Linked DNA regions of Ovis aries: region 1 is linked to region 2. The links are chromatin contacts, called in public Hi-C maps. All regions are on one chromosome and are shown on one strand. Each heading gives the region's core, a stretch centred on a gene start, on an enhancer-like site or on the middle of the called end of the contact. The rest is flanking DNA. Distances are from core to core; before and after follow the strand shown.

Region 1 (4,454 bases), core at 141-2,640, 140 kb after region 2:
GCCCAAAGGGAGGACCTTTGGATAAAGGTGAACTTTGGAGGGTGAGAGAAGGCATGAGTTGGGGGATGGGGCAGGGGGAGACAGAGGGAAGAGATCTTAACAGCATGATCCTGGAAAGCCCTGCAAGAAGAGAGGAGAGAGAGCCAGTGAAGCTGAGTGATCCATCTTCAGCTAAGATCTGGCCATTAAAGTCTCCTGGACTTACATCAGAGGACCTAGAACCTCCCCAAACCCTCGTAGCTGAGTGGCATTCTGGCCACCTTATCCCCCTGTACCATTTTACAGGGTATAGAGATTATTTACAGGGTACAGAGATGGTCACAGATTGTTGGCAGAGACAAAACGGCCTAATGTAGAGGTCCCCAACCTTTTTTGCACCAGAGACTGGTTTTGTGGAAAACAGTTTTTCCATGGATGGTGGCTGGAGGAGTGGTGGAGAGAGGTGATGGTTTGGGGATGATTCAAGAGCACCACATTCACTGTGCCCTTTATTTCTAACCTAATGCTGCTGCTGATCTGACAGGAGGTATCCGTCTGGGGCCTGGAGATTGGGGACCCCTGGTCTAATGCATTTGAAGGTGCCTCCATTCAGAGCTGGGCAGAAAATGCTTGTCAATCATGTCCAGGAGCAGTGGGATTGGAACTGTTTTCTCTGGAGCCGGGAGCTCTTCCACACTTAGCCTACGCCTGGGGGGAGAGAGAAATAGTAATCCTATGAACATGCACCATTTATGGGATAAAAGGGTAATTATGGGGACTGTGACAAGTCTCCAGGAGGCTGCTGGCAGGGGCCGGCATCAGGGGTCAGTCCAGGGAGCGGGAGGGTGGGCGTGTTAATGCCCCAGGTGAGCACAGTCGGTTCTTGGAGCATCCGGACACTTGGCCTTTCTTGTTGAAAGCTTCCAGAGAAGCCACTGGGTTCAGCACTTCAGTTTTGGCAAATAAGCAAAGGGTAAATTGCTCTCAATTATTTTGCAGGACTCCCATTCTCTCTGACGGGTTAGATTCCTGTTAGCATTAACCAGAGACAAACATTTGTCTTTTCTCTCGGTGGTCAGCCAGGCTAAGACTCCATCCTTGACAAGGTTAAGGCTGCAGAGTCTGACACTGTTTCCAGAGGGGTGTGTGCTTGTGTGTGTGTGTGTGTGTGTGTGTGTGTGTGTGTGTGTGTGTGTGTGTGTTTTAAGGTATCTTTATCCTTTTTAAAGTACTTGGAGCAAAGAAAACAACACACGTTGTAATAACCTTCACTTCTGAAAAGTCCCCTTCTTCCTGCAAGGGGGCAATTTTGTTTTTGTAAGAGCTGCTTGTCATAAAGACAAAAGTCTTAGCAGTTGGGATTTCAGCCTGAGTTTCCTTCTCCTTTCCTCCTGTGTAATTTCCGAGGTCCCTTGGCCTAAACTGGGTGAATGCAGCTCAATGGTGCCCTCTGAAGGCTAATAAGAAGGAGTGCAGCAAGAGTGAGGAACTTGCAGGAACCATCCTGGAAAGACAGGGTCTCTGCAGGAAGGTAGAATCAGTAAAAAACGCTCCTTTCCAGGTCGCTTCTTTCCTTCTCAGCTCTGTGGTAACCCAGCTGGCTATGCAGGTCAGAAAGAGGCTGGGCTTTGCATAAAGCAGCCTTGGATGAAATTCCAGCAAAATCAGTTGCTTAATCTCTCTGATTCCACTTTCTTTTCTGCATAACATGGATACAAATAACATTTTTGGATGGCTTACTGTGCAGCAGGCTGTAAGTGTTTGGCATGTGTTAACCCATTTCATACTCCCCCAAACCCTATGATTTCTGGGTTATTGTTATCCACTTCACACCAATGAGAAAACTGAGGCCCAGAGTGAGTCAAACCTTCACAGCTGGTAACTGGCAGAACCAGGTTGGAAGCTGGGTGGTGTGGTTGGGAGCCTAGACTCATCCCACCATCCTGCAAACTTCCAGGCAGGACCCCTGGAACACTGGCAAGAGAAATGAGAACTGCTTCACTCTGATCCTGGCACAGGGTAAATGCTCAATAAATACAAGACAGGTTTAATAATTATTAGGTTATATATCAGTTCAGTTCAGTCGCTCAGTCGTGTCCGACTCTTTGTGACCCCATGAATCACAGCACGTTATATATAATAGGGTCCTAATATTAGATTCCCATTTTTAGTCAATTCAATTTCTTCATCTGGAGAATTCTCATAGAATCTACAAGACAAAACTATGTCACCTCTCAGGATATCTCCTGATCAATGAAAAGAAGTGATGAGTGGTCCTTAAGAATACCTCGGGTTCACCCCTAGGTAATTCACGTCGATGTAAGGCAAAAACCACCACAATATTGTAAAGAAATTATCCTCCAATTAAAATAAATAAAATTTTAAAAAAGGTTATATAAAATTTTCCAAATTTCCAAAACAAAGAGATAGATGGCATTAAGGAGATGGTTACTCACCTAGGAGGGTTCATATCTGGGTTCTTACAAGCCAAAGTCTTAGAAGAACAGAGACCAGCAGCATCCTGAAACCCAAATAGGCATATCAGAAGTGACTGTTCTTCCAGATGTATAAAATGACAATTTTCATCTTTCCTATTACAGGTACCACAATATTTCACCTTGTAAACACCTGTCAATATAACTGGCAGAGGTTATTATAAGGTCTCATAGTTTCATTAACCCATTAAGATAGTTTAAAAATCCTGACTTCTTTAAAAAAAAAAAAAAAGAATGCCACAGGTTCAGTGACATCTGAGCCTTCTGTTGACTCTAGAGAGGGACACAATGCATCATGTCTACAGACATGAAAGCCAAGACCCGTGGGTTCTCCCCTCAGCTCTGCCTTTGCTCAGGGTTCTCAGACCCTTTGTAACAGGAAGGCTGGTTAGGAGTCCTCATGACGTGATGAGAACGCAGGCTTAGAGAGAGGGTGGTGCAGGGGCTCACTGGTGTCCTGAGGCCCTGGGCACATGGGTCCACCCTGCAAGACAGAGTCAAGGCTCTCTACCAGTCTCACCTCAACTGGACGTGGCTTCAGGGGAAGAACAGTCTCCTTAGCTGGATCAAGCTCCTCTTCCCACTCTTAAGCGGGAGACAGAACCTAAAACGAGTTAACACTCAGCAATAACAGTTACCAGTCATGCAGGGAACTGGTGAAAAAAAAAGGGTAAATAAGAAGATGCTTGGGCTTCCCTGGGGCCTCTGTGGTAAATAATCCACCTGCCAAAGCAGGAGACACAAGTTCGATCCCTGGGTTGGAAAGACTCCCTGGAGAAGGAAATGGCAACCCACACCAATATTCTTGCCTAGGAAATCCCATGCACAGAAGCACCTGGCAGACTACAGTCCATGGGATCGCAAAGTGTCAGACATGACTAAACAACTATCACTTTTTTTTTTTCCAACTCCTGCATGACTGGCTTATTTTACTTAGCACACTGTCCTCCAGGTTCATCCATGGTGTCAAATGGCATCTTTTTCAGGTTGAATAGTATCCTATTGTATACACAGACGTACTACATTTTCCTTATCCACTTAGCTGTCAAAGGACCTTTAAAGTGAAAGTCAAACCCACTTAGTTGTGTCTGACTCTTTGCAACCCCATCAACCCCTATAAGTCCATGGAATTCTCCAGGCCAGAGTACTGATGTGGGCCAGAATACTAGCCATTCCCTTCTTCAGGGGATCTTCCCAACACAGGGATTGAACCCAGGTCTCCCACACTGCAGGTGAATTCTTTGCCTGCTGAGCCACCGGGGAACCCAATGGACCTTTGGGTTGTTTGCATATCTTGGATACTGTGACAAGTGCTGCAATGAACGTGGGACTGCAGATATTTCTTCAAGATCCTGATTTCAATTCTTTTGCACAAATGCCCAGAAGTAGTAGTATTAGATCACATGTTAGTTCTATTTTTAATTTTTGAGGTACTTCCATACTGTTTTCCATAGCAGCTATACCATTTTGCATTCCCACCAACAGTACACAAGGCTGCCAATTTCTCCACATCCTCACCAGCACTTTTTGTCTTTTTGATAACCGCCATCCTGACAAATATGAGATGCTATCTTACTGTGGGAAAATAGAATATGAGAATGATGTGTCAGATTAACTGGAAAATGAACAGGTAAACGGTGTTTGGTCAATTGGCATACCACATCCAGATAAATTATGCTGTGATTCAAATAAATATAATTAACTCTTACTGTAAATCCTTAGTATGCTGATTGTTGATATTTACTTGTGACAATAGGAGAAAAATTCAGTTCAGGAAGAAATTCCCAATAATACATGTTACACACATACAAATGTTGTTATAAAGAGAAACTTCTTAGCAGATGTAAGCTATTATATCTAGGATGGATAAACAACAAGGACACACTGCATAGCACAGGGAACTATATTCAGTATCCTATGATAAACCATAATGGAAAAGAATATTTTAAAAAAGAATATATATATATATATATAATTGAA
Region 2 (4,268 bases), core at 702-3,201:
GCAAAGCATAAAATCAGGGGCGTTAAGCCTGAACGTTGAACCTGATGCTTCTATTTAATGAGGCCATAGGTCTAACTCAAAAAGGCCAGGACCCGGAGCGATACAAGCAGGTCGCTTTCTAACGGAAAATGCACTCAGTGCAGAGAGCTAAGGGTTGTGCTGTGGTCTCTTGTAATCTCTACTTTTTTTTTTTTTCTCTCCTTTGAGAATGAGGCCCCAAACACCCAGCCCTGGGCGTTCTGACAGCCCCTCGGTGGCCCTGGAGGCCCATGTCGGCCCAGAGCAGAAAACCTCTGAGGCCTCTCGCAGGGGTAAACCCAAGAGGTTGAAAAGTCACCAGGCAGACCTCCATCTCCAGATCAATGGGCCCAACAGGCCAATGGATGGAGAGCAGAGGAGCTGGGATCAATGCGAAGGGGAGGGAGCAGAAGCTGCTCTCCATCCGAGGCCTCAGGTGGGACAGAGAGATTGGAAGTGGGACGAGGGATGCGCAGCCTTCTTCCGCTCCTGGTAAGTGGCTCGGCCGCATCAGGAAGCCATTAGGAAACTGCAGCCACCACAGCCCCGAGTTGGACAATGGAAGCAGCCCTGCTGCCAGTGAAAGGGCTCACTATCTGCCCAGACACCAGCTCTCTGCCTGGAGGAGCCACAGCCGGCAAGCTCCTAGCTCTCCGGCAAGCTCCTGGCTCTCCCGGGCATGTGGCTATGTGCTCACTCGCAGGATCAGGGAAAAACAGCAAGGGCTCTCAACAGGAGATGCGGGGCCACGTCCCCCTGGGCCCTGCTGGCCAGCATGGCCAGCACACCTTTATTCCAAGAGTCACTGACAGTTGATGGGCATGGGGCTTCTATCAGGGTGATGATCGGCGATAGCTGCCCAACTCTGTGAATGGAATAAAACCCCCTGAACTGTACACTTGCACATGGAGAATCTCATATTATGCAAATTATTAAAAAACAGTATTTCTCAATTTTAAAAAAAAGTACTTTTTTTTCAAAGAGCTAACAATCGGCCTGCTATGAGCCAACCACTGGGAATAACTTGATGATGGGGAGACAGGGACGCTGCCCTGGGAGCTTCCCTGCAGTGGGAATACCTCGATAATGGGGAGACAGGGACCCTCCCCCAGGAGCTTCCCTGCAGTGGGAATACCTTGATGATGGGGAGACGGGGACCCTCCCCCAGGAGTTTCCCTCTAGTGGGATAAACAAACCCCACAGAAGCACACAGACAGCAACTCCACACTTACTGCTCAGGACGAGCTGTGGGGATGACAGAGGGCGTGTAGGGGGCGACGAAGGAGAGGGGGCCAACGTGTCAAGGGAAACTCCAAGGCCAGGTGGGCGGCATCCATGAGAGCGACGAGACATGGAGGTGACCTCAGCCCCAGGAAAGCCTCAGGAGATGGCAGACGGGCCCACTCACGGGAGACGGGAGACACTCAGGAGGCGGATGCCTGGGGTCTACAACTCCTGGGAGCATTTACACGAGGACCAAGAGAGAGGCCACAGCCTCCAGGAGACAAGCAGTTCTCCTCACCCCAAGCTATCTCCAGAAGAGGCTGCCTGAGTGCTCACTGAAGGTGACAGGAGCATTTGTACATTTAAGGCTTTCAGGAGAAGTCTCCATCAGACTGGCTCTTTCTGGAGGTTTCTCTCCCAATCCCAAGAAGGGTAGGGGGGTGAGAAAAGGAAGGGCAGATAGAAAAGGCTTCAGGCAAACAAACACGGGACCAGGCTCCCAAACCAAGAGAGATGCAGTCACAACACTTGTGACCAAAAGGGACCTTTTGGAAAATTCTTTTCCAGGAGGGATCTTGAGTTTGGGCCCCTGGAATGCCCCAGAGCAATTCTGATTGGTTCCCTGGACCCTGACTCAGACTGCGCACCGGCTCCGCTCCACCCTCGGCTCCACCCTCGGATGAGTAAATAAACTGACCCAGGGACTGACTGGAGGGAGGGAGCCAGGAGTGGAGGGAGGGGGCAGGAGCAGCATGGGAACCGGGAGAACGCAAGAGCTGACTCTGGTGCAGGGGACAGACGGATGAGAAGTCCAGTCTGCTCCAGAGACTGGTGGGGTGGCGGAATTCAAGAAATAATGCTCTGAGCCTTACACACCACTCCAGTTGGATCCAGCCCTGCCCTGGCAGCCTGCTCTTTGCTGCTTTATAATATACTGAATTAGTCACTGGCTTAGCAAGCACATTTAAACACACTGCAGCCCAGCTGTTTAAAGACACAGGATTCCTCTTCCAGCTGCCAGATTCTGCCTGTAAATCAACCATGACAATTGGCAACGGGCAGACTCCAGAGATGCAGGGTACTGAAGGCATCTTCAAGGGCAAAGCGCTTTAGTGGAAAAGACTCCTAGTGCTGGCGGAGGGGTGAGGTCTGCCGGGCATTTGCTGGGGGACAGTGGGGACATGGGTATGGAGAAGAAAGCACAGCCAGTGGGGCTTTTTCTGATCTGATATTTATTAGCTTTAGGAGGCTGCCAAGTGGATTCACTGACCTGGCCCTTCCCAGCAGCAGGCTCACCCCTGGAGGGCAGCCTGGAGGAGGCAGTTCTACTCTGGGCCGCCTACACTGACAGGTTTGTAGAGGTTTCCTCCTAAACCTCACATACTTACTCACTCCCAGGAAAGAGGAGGAGGACAATTAAAATAATTCAATATCCCGATAACGACAATTCTAAGAACCGGCCCTGCGGACCTGGCCAGGGCCTGAACATGCTGCTTTAGAGCTGGACCCGTGGGACCTGAGACCTGGCTCGAGTTTGGTTGGTTAAGTGTGCGTGAGAGAAAGAAAACACTACCAGCAGCCACAGGGACTGCTCTGGCCCCCCTCGGTTATGGGGGTGTCGAGTGGAAAATTTTCTGTAACCAGGTTCACAGTAACCACAGTCCTAACAACCACCAAAGTAGCAACAGCACTGTCAGCAAAGAACATCTGAACGGACAGGGCAGCCTGAGAGACAGAGGATAACAACACCGTTCACGAGACCCTCTGTCAGCAGACAGGCGTCCTACAGCAATTCTCTCAAACCCTTACAAGAGCCCTGAAAGCTCCTTAGGATGGCCTCCTTTGTAAGGTTTATAAAAGGAAGGCTCCGGGAAGTTAAACACTTTCCCTAAGGGCACATTAGCAAGCAGAAAATTCAAGCACAGGGCTGTCTCACCTCCAAACCCTGCTCTTTCCAGGGCAGGGCAGTGGCTGCAGGGAGAAACCACATCACAACCAACGTCATGTGTGAGAGGCCGTGGGATTCACGGATGTTCAAGAAGACTTTCTGTGGAGCCACCCAACGATAGGTCCCTCCCCTGCAACGATCGGGTCTCCTCTACCAAATGGGAACAGAATGCATCTGTATCTTAAGATGATGCTAAGAAACCTTTGGCCTAAACAGACCATCTGGTGAATATAAGAACCAGACACGTGACTAAAAGGGTGGACTGCATGTAGACTCGGTTACAACAGGAATTTGCAGAAGATTCTCAAATAGAGTCGTGGGGTTGTTTGTTGTGGGAGGGGTCTCCTGTGTATCGTGCACCATCTTTTGGAAATTCAAACACTAATTCCTTAAAACTGATTTGCCCATAAAAACACTGATAGTCTTTTCTTACAAAGCAGGTGGCTGGGGACCCGGGACACTGGACTCACCTGTGGTCTCCCCTTGCTGTCTGCGGTCAATGCCTGTGAGCAACGCAGGCTTGACCCAACCCTGTGAAGCCAGAAACAAGTTGCCAGGACCCCATCTCATCTAAAACATGAAACTGCTGTTTTGTTCATCCAGTGCTGCAAACCCTTTAGAGACACTGCAGCCAGCCCGGACATTTCACATTTCTCCTATCAGTCCATCCATCACAGGTGAGGGCATGGAAAAGCCACAAGGCTTCCTTAAGAGAGGCCTTCAGAAATCCAGAAATAAAGAGATACTTTATTTTTTTAAAAATCTCCAACTGAATCAGAGGTGAATGCTAGGTCCATCATGTAGACACGGATTCATTCCATGCATGTGTTTATTTTTTTACAAACATTCCTGTTGGATCAAGTGCACTCAAGAGTTAGACGTGTGCCTCTGAATATCCGCTGCCTTGAGGATTCTCAAGCACGGTGGGGTGGGGGTGGGGGTGGGGTGGCTATCTTTATTCCTTGGTTTCCCAACCTGGAAAATGGAGGCCGATGGCCCATCTCTCCTTATACAGGTTCAGTAAATTTAGGTACCCACGTTTCATTTGTCCACGTTTGAAAATGCACGTGGAAGTGAT

What was found. Hi-C and Micro-C count contacts between places; a contact is called where the count stands out from the background.
Region 1: a Hi-C map of blood shows a contact between it and region 2, with 3 times the contacts expected there. The contact joins two enhancer-like sites. A contact is called at or near these places in 5 of 16 Hi-C or Micro-C datasets (blood, skin fibroblasts and tail adipose tissue).

Annotation. Positions count from the first base shown.
Region 1 is chr21:29,447,606-29,452,059 of ARS-UI_Ramb_v3.0, forward strand. No RefSeq gene overlaps it. Among named protein-coding and RNA genes, the nearest start is that of FLI1, 37 kb to the right of the region's middle. Within about 2 kb of position 1,391, at least 5 of the 54 cell types and tissues checked have an H3K27ac peak or open chromatin away from gene starts, as enhancers often do.
Region 2 is chr21:29,309,405-29,313,672 of ARS-UI_Ramb_v3.0, forward strand. The region is part of intron 2 of ETS1 (ETS proto-oncogene 1, transcription factor); the gene reads right to left. Among named protein-coding and RNA genes, the nearest start is that of TRNAR-CCU, 78 kb to the left of the region's middle. Within about 2 kb of position 1,952, at least 34 of the 54 cell types and tissues checked have an H3K27ac peak or open chromatin away from gene starts, as enhancers often do.